Linked DNA regions of Mus musculus: region 2 is linked to region 1. A link is a contact called in public promoter capture Hi-C data. All regions are on one chromosome and are shown on one strand. Each heading gives the region's core, a stretch centred on a gene start, on an enhancer-like site or on the middle of the called end of the contact. The rest is flanking DNA. Distances are from core to core; before and after follow the strand shown. Region 1 overlaps Plg (plasminogen). Region 2 holds the start of Tcp1 (t-complex protein 1).

Region 1 (7,393 bases), core at 4,687-7,186:
GGAGCTACCTCCCGAATCGCACCTTGAAACGGTGCAGAATGGAAATGACTTGCTTACAGCATGAGGCAGTTGTAACTGTTGGAGCTAAAAATGATAAAAATGGAAAGTATTAACACAATTTCTGTAATTTAGGAGGTCTGAGTGTTTTTATTATTCTGAATTTGTTTTTTAAAAAACTTTCATCTGAAGCTGTGTTTTAATCTGCAGGAACTTTGGGGTTTCACTCTGCTCAGGCTTGTGTGACTTTGGGGGGATTATAGCCCCGTTTCTGCTCTTTCGGCTGGCAGCTATATGGTTAGAACTGCCTCTGATCATCTTTGGTAAGAATTCATTTGTATGGGAGGGGGTGTCCACGTGTGGACAAGCAGGTTTATGTGTGTATGTGGGTGCATGGCCACATGTGTGTTCATGGTTGCAGGGGCCAGAGATCAACCTCAGGCTTGTGTCTCAGGAGCTATCCTCCTTGTTTACCAAGACTAGGTCTCTCCTTGGAGTGTGAGGCTCGCTGATTAACCTATGCAGCTGGTCAGTGAGTCCCAGAGATCTACTTGTCTCTGCTTCACAACACTGGATTTACAAGTTCATGCTCAGCTTTTTTACTTGGATTCTGCAGCTAGACCTCAGGTCCCCATGCTCGTGTGCATGCTGCCTCATACTTTGCTGCCTCATTTTATGGGCTAGCCTCAGGTCATTTCACTTATTCATGCAGAGCCTGTAATTGTCACCGGGTTTGATACCCACCACATCTGTTCCATCCTCTTGTGACTTTCAGTTTTAAAGAGCCAGTCAGATCATCCAACACATTAAATGGCCTTAAAGTCACTTTGCATCAACAGGTGGGATAAACAGTGTTCATGTCAACTCCCCTTGTTAGGTTCTGGGTTAAAATCAAACACTGAAATCCTTCTAAGATATTGGAAAATGAAAACATCAATTTCCAGGAACCAAATTTTAAAATTCCGTTATCATGTATTTAAAGGTGAGTCTAAAAACTAATTATATGATTTAACATATTCAATAAATAAATTTGCTTTTGATACTTCAAATAAATGGTGTGTTCAAAAAAAAAATAGATGACACAAATTACATCTACCCATACCCTGATCATTCTCCATCCCTCGTGCACCCTGTGTGGGAATGATGCAGTTCAGAGGCTCGCTGCCCATCCCGTTCTGGTGCTTTATGCAATGAAGTTAGGTTAGGTGGCTTGAAATGTGTGCACAGGACCATTGACACCACAGGAATGAGCACAGCAGTGTTAGCTCTGTATTTTCAGGATCCAGATGTTAGCATTTACCTGCACATCTGTTAGTCTATGATGAGGGAGAAGAAATAGCCAATGCTCTTTCCAGAAGTTCATGTGTAAAGATAAAGAACAGCAAAGAGAGGAGATTATCAGGGGGTGATGTGAGGCTGGGGGCTCACTGAAGAGGGTAAATGTGTTTGAATGCTTCTGAGGATAGACTGAGGGTGCCTGGGATATGGGTTAAACACTCTGTGGGCAATCCCCAAAGACAGGCATAGACAAGGCTTTACCCTGAGGCAGAGGCAGAGGCAGAGATCTTAAGTGTAATGTGACAGGAAGGTCACCAGGAGTGAGTACAGCTAAGCTCCAGGGCTGAGAAACAGAGGCAGAGGGGGCTCCTGTCCACCATCTGCCTTCTCAGTGAATGGAAGAGACCTGGAGTGGCTCGTTCTTGCCAGGTGCTCTGTAAGCTCAGTCATATATCACAGGCAGCCTCACAGCCAACACGGTGGCACCTAAAGACTGTATCACCCAGTGATGTCATTGACGTCTTAGTTTATCTGCATCCACATCATGGTGGTGACACAACAATGATAGCGCCACATTTCTCAGCATGTGTCCCTACCACATGTGTCACCCGAGTGACCCTCAGTATACACCAAGAGCACAGGGACCATGAGCTGTGCAGAACTGAGGAAGATGAAGAAAGGTTGAAAGGCCGGAAATCTGGTCATGGTGAACCATGGAATGAGTTTGTTGGAGGCAGGTAAGGGCACAGAGTGAGCATCAAGGCGGGAAGGGTGTGTGTGTGTGGGTAGTTATGCCTCTCCCTCATCCCGCAGGGATCCTGGCGTCTGTCTGTGGTGGCCTCGTGATGCTTTTGCCTGAAACGAAGGGCATTGCCTTGCCGGAGACGGTGGAAGACGTAGAAAAGCTTGGCAGGTACTGCACAAGATTCAACATTTCCTAGACGGGAGCATCTTGTTAAGCCAGGGGGCATTGATTATCCACAGGGGAAACGACATTAAGTCTTCAGATAGTACCTTAAAACAGTTAAAAGATTAAACGGGTTAACGTGAGAAGAACGTGAAGCTATAAAAAGAATGGGGGCTATTTTTAAAATGTGGCTGAGGAGTGTTCCCTAGTAAGGTGTTAAAACTCAGAAGTGATTTAAACCAGGGGCTGGGGATGAGCCATGGCAAAGCTCAGATGTGCACCAGAAAAATGGCAGCACATAAGGGTACGAACTACCCTCCAAAATGGAAAGAAGTGGCCCCTGTCCCCACAGAATGACCCGGATGCTCCTCAAGCTTCATTATCAAGGGAAACAAAAAGCCCAGGAATCTGTCTCTGTAGACACACGGGGACATATATGACAGACGGAAGGAAGCTAGCGACAGATACACGGGGACATATATGACAGACGGAAGGAAGCTAGCGACAGATAGGAACAAAGGAAGATAGACAATGGTACATTGAAATTTGATGAAGAGATAAGACAATGGGTAAATGATTACTAGATAAATGCATAAGTTAGAAATAAAGATAAGAAAGACACAACAGACACATCTGTGATAAATAAGGAGTTGGTAGGTAGGTAGACAGACAGACAGATAGGCAGACAGCAGGAGAGAAAGAAAGAGATCAAGTTCTGGAGGGAATAGCTATATTGTTTTCTGGTTATATATGGGTTAATTTCTAACCAATACATAAATTTGAAGAGTTATATTTACAAAAAAAATATCATGCATGCTTTTTTAAAAAACCATTTCCTCTGAAATCTATCTCAATAGAAAGATAGAAACAAGAATGTGGAATGATTTTTAAAAATGATCAAATTGGGGGCTAGAGAAATGGCTCTTGCAGAGGTCCTGAGTTCAAATCCCAGCAACCACACAGTGGCTCACCACCATCTGTAATGGGACCCAATGCCCTCTTCTGGTGTGTCTGAAGACAGCTAGAGTATACTCATATTCATTAAATGAATAAATAAATCTTTTTTAAAATGATCATATTACTTTAAAAATAAGTAACCACTAGTCCCCTCCCCACCCCCACCCCCGTGGAGAAGGCTATGGGAGGGAAGGGCATGGATGGGAAGGCCAGTCTCTTTCTGTAATGTAATTCTGTAGTGTTTGATTGGTCTCAATTAGATGATGTTATTTGCATAATTAAAAATAATATAGTGCTATATTAAAGTAAAATATATTAAAGGCAAGTAGCTAATCTTAGTGAAGCAGAAACTAAGGGTAGACATCTAAATTTTAAAAGTTATCAAACATGAATTTTTTTAAAGATTTGTTTATTGTATTTATGGGTGCACTGTAATTGTCCTCCACCAGAAGAGGGCACCAAATCCCACTACAGATGGTTGTGAGCCACCATGTGGTTGCTGGGAATTGAACTCAGGACCTCTGCAAGAGCAAATGGTGCTCTTAACCGCTGAGCCATCTCTCCATCCCAAAACATGTATTTTTAAAAGACTAAATTGTGGTCATCTCAGAGGGTTTTTTCCCCCCTTTTGGGGGGAAGAACATAGGCATTGATATTTTAAAATATCTATGTGCTTCATGGTTTTAACATATGCTCTTTCATTTGATACTCAGAACAATTTTGTGAAATAGAAATGTTTTTATCCTCACTGGGAAATCATAAAGGCTTTACAGCATATAACTGCTGGGCTTATGTGTGCCTCACTTAGGCCAGGGTTATGGGTCAACAGTAAGAAGGAACTATGTGCTCTTCATTCTTAGCCTGTGAGGCATCCTGCTGTCTGTGCTCTGCATTCTTCCCTGTGGGGCACCCTGCTCTCTGTGCTCTGCATTCTTCCCTGTGGGGCATCCTGCTCTCTGTGCTCTGCGTTCTTCCCTGTGAGACATCCTGCTTATGTCTGCCTAGTGGTTCTTAACCTTCCTGATGCTGCAACCCTTTAAATACAGTTCTTCATGATGTAGTGACCCCCAACCACAAAAGTATTTCGTTGCAACGTCATAACTGTAATTTGGCTACCATTTTGAATTGAAACTGATATGCAGTTGCTCTTAGGTGATCCCTGTGAAAGGGTCTGTCAAGCCCCCCCACCCAAGGGGTCATGATGCATAGGTTGTGAACCGCTGTGACCTTAAGTCATTGTATGATCTTTCACGAGACCTTTCCCTGTTTGCCTTTGTCTCATCAGTTCACAGTTGCATCAGTGTGGCAGAAAAAAGAAAACCCAGGTTTCTACTTCTGATGTCTGAGGCCCCTGTGTTGCCTGGAGGACCAGAGAAGACTGGAATATGCCTGTGCAGTGTGCTTCGCCTCCTCTAGGTGGCGCCCTTCCAAGGAACCGTAAAGATTTCGGAGTATTTTATAAGGTATAAGATGAAGATTTATCATGCTGCCCAAGCTTCGGGGAACACATAATCTTGGACCTGTTTCATGAAGACCCAGTAGGTACCCGGATTCTGGCTAGGTTCTCATTCAGCAAGTCTCTCACCCATTAGGTAAGGAGAGATGAAAAGGCCCCAACCAGTTCTCCAGTTCTCAGGACAAGACAGTACCATCCAGGAAGCAGGATGAACAAACCAAGGCCTGGCACGTGTCCAGAAGTGCGCTCAGCTGATCTGATCAACACACCGCAGTGAAGAGTGTTCTGAAGAGTCTGAGAACTGCTATTTCTTCCCTTGAGCTCCGAATACAAGCCTTCGCAGGGCCGACATGTCCGGCGCTGCTCCCCTCCTGTCTCCTGCAGGTGCTGAGGTCCCAGATCCCAGGTTAGGCACAGCTCCTTAAATGCAACACAACAGAGGACCTGGCTGTGGTATTGTGAAGTCATGCTGCAGTCCCCAGGCCCCAGATATTTCACCACCTCCTTCAGAGGACCACTGTAATCACAGGCTCTTTATTGAGGAAGAAAACAAAGCACGGATTTGGATTTCCCAGGTCTTAGAATTTAAAAAGTAAAGGGATAATTATGTCATATTTGTGAATTCCGTTCCAGGGGTGCCTGTGACTGAGAGTCCAAAGCACAGACTTTTTTCATTCCATCTTCGCATTTTTGACTTGTCTTGGGAGGAAAAACAAAACAAAAAACAAAACCAAATACATTTGTTGCCACTTAATGATAAAAGTCAATTGTATTCAAACTTAAAAGAATTAGCAGCCAATTTGACTTGTAAGTGTTGGAGGAGATACTAATGAGGAACTGGACTTTTTCTTTCTTTCTTTTTTTTTTTTTTAATCAAGCCTTCTGGAGCAGAGACTCAAATGTAAACACAGTATTCTATATGGTGTGCAGTTCTTGGTTTATTTTCAAACTCGGTATGTATGTTAGGCTGACTGTGTCTTAAACTTCAAACTCAGTGTGGACAGGCAAAATTAGCATCAAAGAGAAACCTTGCCAATGTGTGTGGGGGGGTGGGGGGAGGAACTATTTCACTTGTGGAGAGCATACTATGTTTGCAACACTGGAGAAGATGTGTGTGACTGTTAGACAGATGTTTAATCATAAAGCACAGGAGAACGGAGTGTGATGCTCAGTTCCCCAACAGCCTTTGGGGTATTCATTGCCACACCCACTGTGTACACAGGCGTTTGTGGCCCGGCTGCCTGCGTGTTTCGTGGCTGTAGCACGGCTCTTGTCCACCCTGCTGCCTTTGGATTGCATTTCAAGTTGGTAGTTCTGTTTCATAACAATAAACGATTTTTAAACTGTTTTTAAAAATATCTATCCTTTCTCCTCCCTCTGAACATGTGCCACTGTCAAACACTATCCCACATAACATGTGTGTGTTGCTTACTGTCTCCAAACTGGGAAATAACATCACTTCGATGGTGGCTTGTTGCTCCTTTATGGGCTCCCAGCACTCCCTGTTCGTGGACTCGGATGTGACCTACAATACCGTTCAGACTCTCGGCTGGTCTTATATTAGGTTTCCCTCACCTAGCCTATGCCACGACTCAGCTACACATCCTGGGATCTGGGCTGAAGCCCAGTCGTCAGTACCAGAATAGAACTCAGTCCCCTGACTCCCCGTACATGCGGCAGCTTCCAATATTCTCAGTGTCAGAAAGGAAGACGTTGAAGACGTATGTCAGGCTGTCGTTAGCTGATGAGGTCAATGTACGAGGGACTCGCCAAGACTTTCAGTTCTCCTCTCGGTGACCCTATTGTCTGTTTAGTCCTTCGTGAAGCTGGCCCTTGGGAAAACAAACTGAATCACTTTCAGTCGGTTGCTTTTAAATTGTTAGGGTAAACAGAGAATATGAAAATATTGAAGACTTCCCTTCCCCAAAAAACCAACTCAGATCAAAGTAAGTATCGAGTTTATTTTCAACAAAGGTCACAGCAGTGATGGTCTATTGTCACAAAATCCAGAAGTCCACAGACAGGAAAATTTTACCCACAATAATACAAAAAAAGGGGAGGGGCTGAGGGGCGACAGGAAGCTGTGGTTCAGTGTAGTGTCCCAGTTTGATTACTGTCAGTTTTTCCAAACACCCTAAGCCCTCTCCCCATATTCAGTAAGCTTTAGTAAGCAGAGGTTTTGCTCGGCCTTCCACCTAGTCAGTTATTCCTCATCTCCCTTTCAATCCAATCAACAAACCGTGAGACACGAACGTAGACACCAGGCTTATTGGGGCGAGCACAGCCAAGACCCCAAGAAGTGACTCCTTGTAAAATGTACTTGTCCTTCTCGAAGCAAACCAGAGGTCCTCCACTGTCGCCCTAGATGAGGGAGGGAAGAGTCCATATGAGAAGTGAGCTACACCGGTATATTATGGGAGGCTATCTTTGTGTTGTCTCTCTGTGGGATTCCTCCGCAGGCCATGAGTTGTCAAATCCTCTCAGACTGAAAGTCCAAGGGGCAGAGACGTGTCAACCCAAGACCATCTCGGTCTCTTCTCTTACCTGGCAGCTGTCGACGCCACCAGCCAGTTGCCCGGCACAGAGCTCCGTGGATTTGACTCTGTTGTTCAGATACTCGACGCGGTTGCACACCTTGTTCTCAATCACAGGCAGCTGAGCCTCCTTGAGACGACCGGCACCGAAAGTCCCTGTGATGATCAGTAGAGATGCAATTAAACAGGGTGCCCAGGAAGCTTCCAGAATGACACAGCAGCAGGTATAGATCTCTCATTTGTGTGGTTGTGTGGCACAGGGAG
Region 2 (7,387 bases), core at 3,126-5,625, 500 kb before region 1:
ACCTTAAAGTTTTGGTCCCAAATGCACATAATTCCTTTTTTCCTTTTCTTTTTAAATGCAAGGTTTCACTAGGTAGACAAGAATGGCCTGAAAATTCAGAGACCTGCCTGCCTCTCATAACTTAATGATAGAATCAAATGTCTGAGCCTCTAGCCCAGCACCTATCACAACATTTAGAACTCATTAAGAGTATAGTATATAAACCAGAGAGTGACTCTGATTTGTAAATAACAGAACCCCACTTACCCTGAGATCCAACCACACAATTGAGCGCATAGCCATTGATCAGCATGCTTTCTATCTGACTTCTCCCATGGGCTTTCAGAATATTAACAGAATTGACTGGATAGCGAGGCTGGCCTCTGGCATCTGTGTATTTAACAGCAAGCACAGCATCTACTACCATATTAGCAAAGTAATCACCATTTCTGAGACAACAGTTAAGGATAGCTGAAACAACAAAACAAAAGGCCCAGGGACCAAAAAGCTACTCAACTAGACTTACTTTTAGCAAAATAATTCACCAGTGAGGAAAAGTATTGTAACTACAATCAAAGTGACTTGTGCATATATACCACCACCATCTGTACTTCAAATGCAGTTTTCACCATAGAAATGTTGGAAAGGTGGTAGCAGGATCAGTTGTTTCTCTCTAATAAGATCAATTTGCAATAAATGGCACTTTAAATTTTACTGCAGAAAACTAATATTCCAAAAAGTCATTTTTTTTAGAGCAAAAGGAGTTAGGGCCAAACTGCACAGGAACATTCAAGGATACATTCCAATAATTTTGGATGACATGGATGTCTTAGCAGCATTGATCAGACAGTCTCTTCCAAGTTCGTCTGTGTTAATAATCAGGTTCTCATTGATATAACGCACCGCTTCCCTGTTAAGAATGTGGAAAAGAAAAATAGAAACACACCACTCCAAAGTTTTGCATCTCACCACATTTAACACATTGTCAAATATCACAGGGAATGGTTTCTGTTCAGCCATTTCATATAGAGGAAAGACACAGGACAGCTCCCCCTCTTCAGATCATGGCACCTTTCATCTATCCCATAAGCATAGCCACTAAACTCTATTAGGAGAAAAATGTGGTAGTCAAATGGGAAAAGTACACGGAGCTTAGTACTCCAGGTGAGCACTTGAATGCTAAGATGCAACAGTTCCAACTTAACGCTTAGCTACAACATTAAGATACAATTTACTACTATTCCACAAAATAACATGTTTTTGAAAGCAATCTTACTTGCAGGCAAGACGATAGCCACTAATAACTGATGTTGGATGAATTTTCTGTTTGACTAGCTCATCTGCATTTTTCAGAAGCTCCGCTGCAATGATTACCTGTTGATCAAGCATTGCTTTAAATATGCATGGCACTCAATATGCACAACAGGAAAACATGATTATTAAGCAGGTATTATTAATACCACAGTAGACAAGTGAGTAGCAACTCGTTGAAAACACAACATAGAGACCACTAGGAAGTATTCTGTGCCAGGCGTGGTGGCGCATGCCTTTAATCCTAGCACTTGGGAGGTAGAGGCAGGCGGATTTCTGAGTTCGAGGCCAGCCTGGTCTACAAAGTGAGCTCCAGGACAGTCAGGGCTACACAGAGAAATCCTGCCTCAAAAAACCTAAAAGTATTCTATGGAAATGGTCCAAGCTGGAAAAGCCAGAAAATGCTAAAAATCTAATACAGCAGAATTTATATCCATTACATTTACAGACTTACTGCAACAAGAGCTAGATAGCAATCAATGGAAATGACTGGTATCATTCCAGTAATTTCAATAAAATCTTAAGATCATTTAAAATAGAGAACACTGTGAAAAACCAGTTTTCTTAATAATAAAACAAAACAAAATCTCCAAAAAACTTTTCTTCTTTCGAGTGGAATTAAGGTTATTTTTAAGTTACATTGTCTATGAACAAATTAGATAAAGTCCATTTTCACTATTTAAAAACAGATTCAATTCTTTCCTAGTAAAGGGTAAGTCTATAAATACTTTTCCCTCACCATTTATTTTGCCAGGTCTAAAATCTGCCTCACCAAACAGTATTTTACTACTTAAGCAGGCTAACTCACAAAATGTTACACTATTCGCCATGTTTGCTGACTAGCCATTAGCACTATATGGTAGCAAATTAACTTCTGCAAATTTCTATTTTGAATTCCAAAGATTTCTTGTTCACATTTAAAATACAAAAGTATCTATTAAACAACAAAGAAAAAAGTCCAAACCTGGTAACATTTTCTACATGAACATCATCATGGTTAAGTAGGTTTAAATAAGGCTCCAAATTCACGAGACTCCAGTATTTAAAACAAGCTTGTATTTATTTAATCACCTTAAGTTCTTCCCTTACTTAAATTACACAAACTAGTTACAATGGTTAGTTTTCAAAAGTTTGTGAGACTGCCTTAAAAGGTGACTTATTTCTGACCTAGAGTATGACTCTCTCATGGATTCAACTCTAATAAATTGACTATTCTCTAGCCATTTCCTGGTAGCGTCTCACCACTGAGGTAGTTCCATCTCCAACTTCTTTGTCTTGCAGGTCAGCCAGCTCACACAGAACTTTGGCTGCGGGATGTTCTACCTCCAGTAACTTCAGGATGGTGGCACCATCGTTAGTAATGGTTACATCCTAAGAAATATGAAGGAATAAGTGGTCAACACAGAAACCAAGCTCTAGGATGCCATCCATACTCAGGTAAAAACAAAGACTTTACCAAAGATTTTTTTTTGAAATTTAAAACAATGTACTTTTATCAAGGCAAGCAAGAGCAATTAGATATATACTTACACCAATATCATCCACCAACATTTTATCCAAGCCAACTGGCCCAAAAGAACTTTTAACAATGTTGGCAATAGAAGCTGCAGCCATAACTGTAGATGAACAGTGAAAACTAATTAGAACAACACATAAACTATGACACTCAACTACCTATGATTTGCTAAAATCTAAAGTCTGTAATTACTATTTAAAAAAAAAAAAATCAAGCCGGGTGTGGCGGCGCACGCCTTTAATCCCAGCACTCGGGAGGCAGAGGCAGGCAGATTTCTGAGTTCGAGGCCAGCCTGGTCTACAAAGTTGCTTCCAGGACAGCCACAGCTATACAGTGAAACCCTGTGTGTGTGTGTGTGTGTGTGTGTGGGGGGGGGGGGGAATCACTTACTTAAGGACCAGTGAAGGTTAACTATTCTTTTTTCTATTTAGTATTGGTATATCACCGATTGCAAAGATTTTAATGCCTCAAATTATAAGCAATCTTAAGTTCATTCCTTACTACTACACTAGGGGGGAAAAAACCCTTTAAGTTCAGCCTTTCTCTTCAGACTCTGGCAAGTTTAGTAAGAATATTAGATAGTTCACCAGGATAAAGTAGTAGTAATTTCTAAGAGAGTTGTTTAAAAAAAAAAAAAAAGCACAACACAGAACACGGTTCCTGCAAGGGAATGCTTTCAAGAACAAATTCAACCACAGCAAACCACGTGCTTACTCGTATTAAAGTTAACCACGATAAAGGCAGCTAAAAGTATCGCTTAATAACGTTCAGTTTGCATTCCGTTACGTTTTACTGGGGGAGCAGCTGTCACCTGCAGATTCTGGGCATCCAAGAACCAGACCAGGGAAGGGAAGCAACGCAAAAGCCACCTAGATTCTATGAGCATCTTCTCAAGGGCCAATGGAACCGGTGAAAGCTACTCTTTTCTGGCTATGTCAGAGGTGCTCCAACCGGCTTGGAACCCAACAAAGGAGCAGAGGGGAGTGGCGGAGAAGTCTATCTGGAGCTCCTCTACTAGGTATTGGGGCACGGACGCCCACACCCATCTTGAACGCCTCCCCCAACCGTGTGCATTCTCGAACATTCTTCCCTTACACGGTAGGGCGCAATGGCGCCGAGCCGGCCGCTAGTGAGGGCGGATCCGGGATGGCTGGGCTTCTCCTGAAGGAACTTCACTGGGCCCGGCGGACAGCCCCGGCCTACGGACTGCGGCTGGGCTTCGGCCTGCGCCGCCGCGAGCTGGACCCTTACCATTCTCTCGCCCTTACCATTCTGGGAGCGGACCGCCTCCCCAGTGCTGCGGTCCCCGAACACGGACAAAGGACCCTCCATCTTCAGGAAACGAAGCAAAGCTCACTACGGCCGCAGACAACCGATAGCTCCGCTCTGAGACCGTTTAACGGCCACCACGGCGGGGACCACGGCGTGGAAAGGCCCGAGCGATGCCGCGGGGCCTGCTGGGTAACACGCCCTGCGCGCTCTCCACGCTCCACCAACCGCAAGGTCTGCCGGGAAAGCGGTAGGGATTGACAGACGAGGGCTGGGCGGGGCGAAAAACTGAAAACGCCGGAAGTAGGGGGCTGCGGGACGCTGGGTCAACTAGAGACAGTAGAAGAAAGGCGCGAAAGTGGAAAACGGAAGTCAGGCTCTTGGCCACGGCTAGCGTGTCCCGCCCTCCGCCTCAACGTCTGCGGTGATTGGTGAGCCAGGGATACCGATCGCTCACTCGGCCACTCAGCACCAGGGAGCTTGTTAGTTCCGGGTCCTTGAGACACCGAGGTACTGCCGGCCCTTGTAGCTTTACCCACAGTTAACATGGCTGCGACTAGTTGTTCCCCGAGACGACCCTGAGCAAAGGAAGATAGGGCACTGTGTGACTTTGCCCAGGTCCCGTCAGCCATGGCGCTTCGGCCGCGGTTCTGGAAATGTCTGTCAGTTTGCAGGAAACTGGGTAACTAATCTCGCCCCACCTCCTTGCCTGCGCTCTGTGCACAGTACGTGTGCATTTGCAAATGCGATTTTGTACCTGATGTGGGAAAGTGAAAGATGCATGTGATCTTTTTCATTTTCTAGAGTGTGGGTTCGCAGCCCTCTCAACCAGTTCCGTGCCGGCCGTGCAGCCCGACGTGGAGAGTAAGGAAAACGAAGCGGTGGCCCCGGAGTTCACCAACCGGAACCCTCGGAATCTGGAGCTCTTAGGGGTAGCTCGGAAAGAACGGGGCTGGGCTACCGTGTGGCCTAACCGTGAGTTCTGGCACAGGTAATTAAAGTCGGCTTGTGACTGACTAAGCTGTGCTTAGCACCTTACCAATTTCACCAATCCCCTGACTGATCCTGCCAGGTAAGCCTCGGGATGTGTCAGGAAGATGACATGTGGGTAGAAAGCGACCTTGGAGCAAGCAACTAGTTAGTTGCCTTGAAGAAAACTTAAACGGTAATTTGAGAATAAGCGGCTATGTCCTGAGGCCTCTCTGAAGGTGACATGTCAAAAAGCTGAGATCTAAAGGACAGGAAGCCGCGAAATCATTTGCCATGAAGGCTATTCTAGCAAAGGAGGCTAGGAGGCTGGGATTGAGTGTCTGGAACTGACAGGCCTGTGTACCTACCTGTTCAGTAAGTAAAGGTGTGTGTGTGTAAGCTGTTACAGAATAGAGTGCTAAGTAGAATTAGTTATTAGCGTGCACATTAGGGTAAAGTTTGAGCCTTAATGATTTTTTAATGGGGGGAATAAAGGTTAAAAGTTCATTAATAGAAACATTTTATGAAATACATTTTAAAATTTGTATTCATTTAAAGCACTTACTGAGTTCACTGAGGACCCAGGCAGCTTACAATGGTCTGTAATTCCAGTTCCCAGGGATCTGACACCCTCTTCTGACCTTGGCACACAGCGATACATTCCCAAAAATAATCATACACATGGAAATAAATGTTAAATTTTATTTTGGGAGAACTACGCAGTTTAGATGAGTACCTTCATCACACAAAGCAAGTGCTTTACCTCTGAACTGCACTCCCCAGCCCCAAGATGGCTACTAACTGAAAGCATTGGATTTACAAGCAGTTATGCTAGATGCTTTAAATGTATGTCTTTTTTTTTTTTTTTTTTTTTTGGCTGGCCTCAAACTCAGAAATCCACCTGCCTCTGCCTCCCGAGTGCTGGGATTAAAGTCATGCGCCACCACGCCCGGCTGTATGTCTTTTTTTTTTTTTTTTTTTTAATTTAACTTTTTTTTTTTTTAAGACTTATTTATTTTGTGTATGGGTATACACTGTCTCTGTTTTCAGACATACCAGAAGAGGGCATCGGATCCCATTACAGATGGTTGTGAGCCACCATGTGGTTGCTGGGAATTGAACTCAGGACCTCTAGAAGAGCAGTCAGTGCTCTTAACCGCCGAGCCATCTCTCCAGCTCTTAATTCAACTATTTAAACTACATTATTATCATTGTAGGGGTTATCTTTTTACGGTGGTTATTATTTTTGTTACAGTGGGATTTTTCTGGTTTTTGTTTATTTGGTTGGTTTTTTTGTAATTACACATTTTTATTGTTGTAAGTACACTGTCGCTGTCTTCAGACACAGCAGAAGAGGGCATCAACAAATCCCATTCCAGTTTGTTTTTATTGTTTTTTTTTTTTTTTTTTCAGTTGATTGGTATGTGCATATAGTCACAGGTTCATGCATATACCGCATATACTTAGATCATGGTCCACCTTGTGAGCCCTGGGGGTTGAATGCAGGTTGTTGGCCTTGGTAGGAAGCATCTTTACCCATTGAACTGTCTTAACAGTGGGCTCACCAAATTCTTGAAGAACACGTAGGCGTTTATTCACCTTAAGTGGCCCAACTTTTTGTTAATAGATTGTTTTATAACTCTTTTCTCCCCGTTTAGGTTGCGAGTTGTAAAGACTCAGCATCACGTAGAAGCATTTGTTGAGCATCTTAACGGCCAGGTTGTTGTTTCAGCATCCACTCGAGAATGGGCTATTAAAAAACACCTTTATAGTACCAGAAACGTGGTGGCTTGTGAGAGCATTGGGCGAGTGCTGGCACAGCGGTGCTTAGAAGCAGGAATCAACTTCATGGTCTACCAGCCCACCCCGTGGGAGGCGTCCTCAGACTCGGTACTTGTATTTCTATGTATTTACTTAAAAGGTAAACATTCGGCTAGGAATGGTGGTGCATGCCTTTAATCCCAGCACTCGGGAGGTCTCAGAGGCAAGAGATCTCCATGGTCAAGGGCAGCTTGGTCTACAGTGTGAGTTCCAGGAATGTCAGGGGTACACAGAGAAACCCTGTCTCAAGAAACAAAAAAAGAAAGCAGAAAAGAAACAAAAATTTGGTGTGGTATGGTAGAAGCAGATCTCTTGAGTTTAGGACCAATCTGGTCTACCAAGGAAGTTCCATCTAGTTGGGGATATATAGTGAGATCCTGTTTAAAAATAGAGGGGGTGGGGGAACAAGATCAGTTGTTTTTGGTGACAAGGGTCAATAATTCCTGCTGTCAAGAGGTTGACTTGGAAGAATCTCAAATTCTAGGCTTGCCTGAATAACTTAGTAAGACTTTGTCTCAGAAT

The links. Promoter capture Hi-C pulls out the DNA fragments that hold promoters and counts their contacts.
Region 2: a contact with region 1 is called in a promoter capture Hi-C map of hippocampal neurons, with 2.7 times the contacts expected there. The contact joins the promoter of Tcp1 here to the enhancer-like site in region 1. A contact is called at or near these places in 12 of 39 promoter capture datasets (the 3T3-L1 cell line, 3T3-L1-derived adipocytes, the HPC-7 cell line and 8 more), 2 of 484 Hi-C or Micro-C datasets (cortical neurons and muscle stem cells), 3 of 115 datasets of contacts at active chromatin or transcription factors (the NIH/3T3 cell line, T-cell acute lymphoblastic leukemia and stem cell-derived neural progenitor cells) and 1 of 9 other capture datasets (adipose tissue).

The regions. Positions count from the first base shown.
Region 1 is chr17:12,418,529-12,425,921 of GRCm38.p6, reverse strand. It overlaps Plg (plasminogen), which reads right to left. Exons shown (of 19, transcript NM_008877.3): 18 at 7,140-7,285; 19 at 6,538-6,956. The coding sequence ends at 6,795. Slc22a3 (solute carrier family 22 (organic cation transporter), member 3) reads left to right here. Exons shown (of 11, transcript NM_011395.2): 9 at 208-320; 10 at 2,089-2,188; 11 at 4,425-5,950. The coding sequence ends at 4,485. Among named protein-coding and RNA genes, the nearest start is that of Plg, 44 kb to the right of the region's middle. Within about 2 kb of position 5,936, at least 10 of the 459 cell types and tissues checked have an H3K27ac peak or open chromatin away from gene starts, as enhancers often do. A contact at or near this core is called in hippocampal neurons, where this site is marked.
Region 2 is chr17:12,913,317-12,920,703 of GRCm38.p6, reverse strand. It overlaps Tcp1 (t-complex protein 1), which reads right to left and starts at 4,375. Exons shown (of 12, transcript NM_013686.4): 1 at 4,075-4,375; 2 at 2,821-2,906; 3 at 2,533-2,661; 4 at 1,256-1,353; 5 at 779-889; 6 at 247-428. The coding sequence starts at 4,138. Mrpl18 (mitochondrial ribosomal protein L18) reads left to right here and starts at 4,613. Exons shown (of 4, transcript NM_026310.3): 1 at 4,613-4,757; 2 at 4,880-5,066; 3 at 6,703-6,934. The coding sequence starts at 4,706. It overlaps LOC115488839 (a small nucleolar RNA gene), which reads right to left and starts at 1,119; the gene lies at 982-1,119.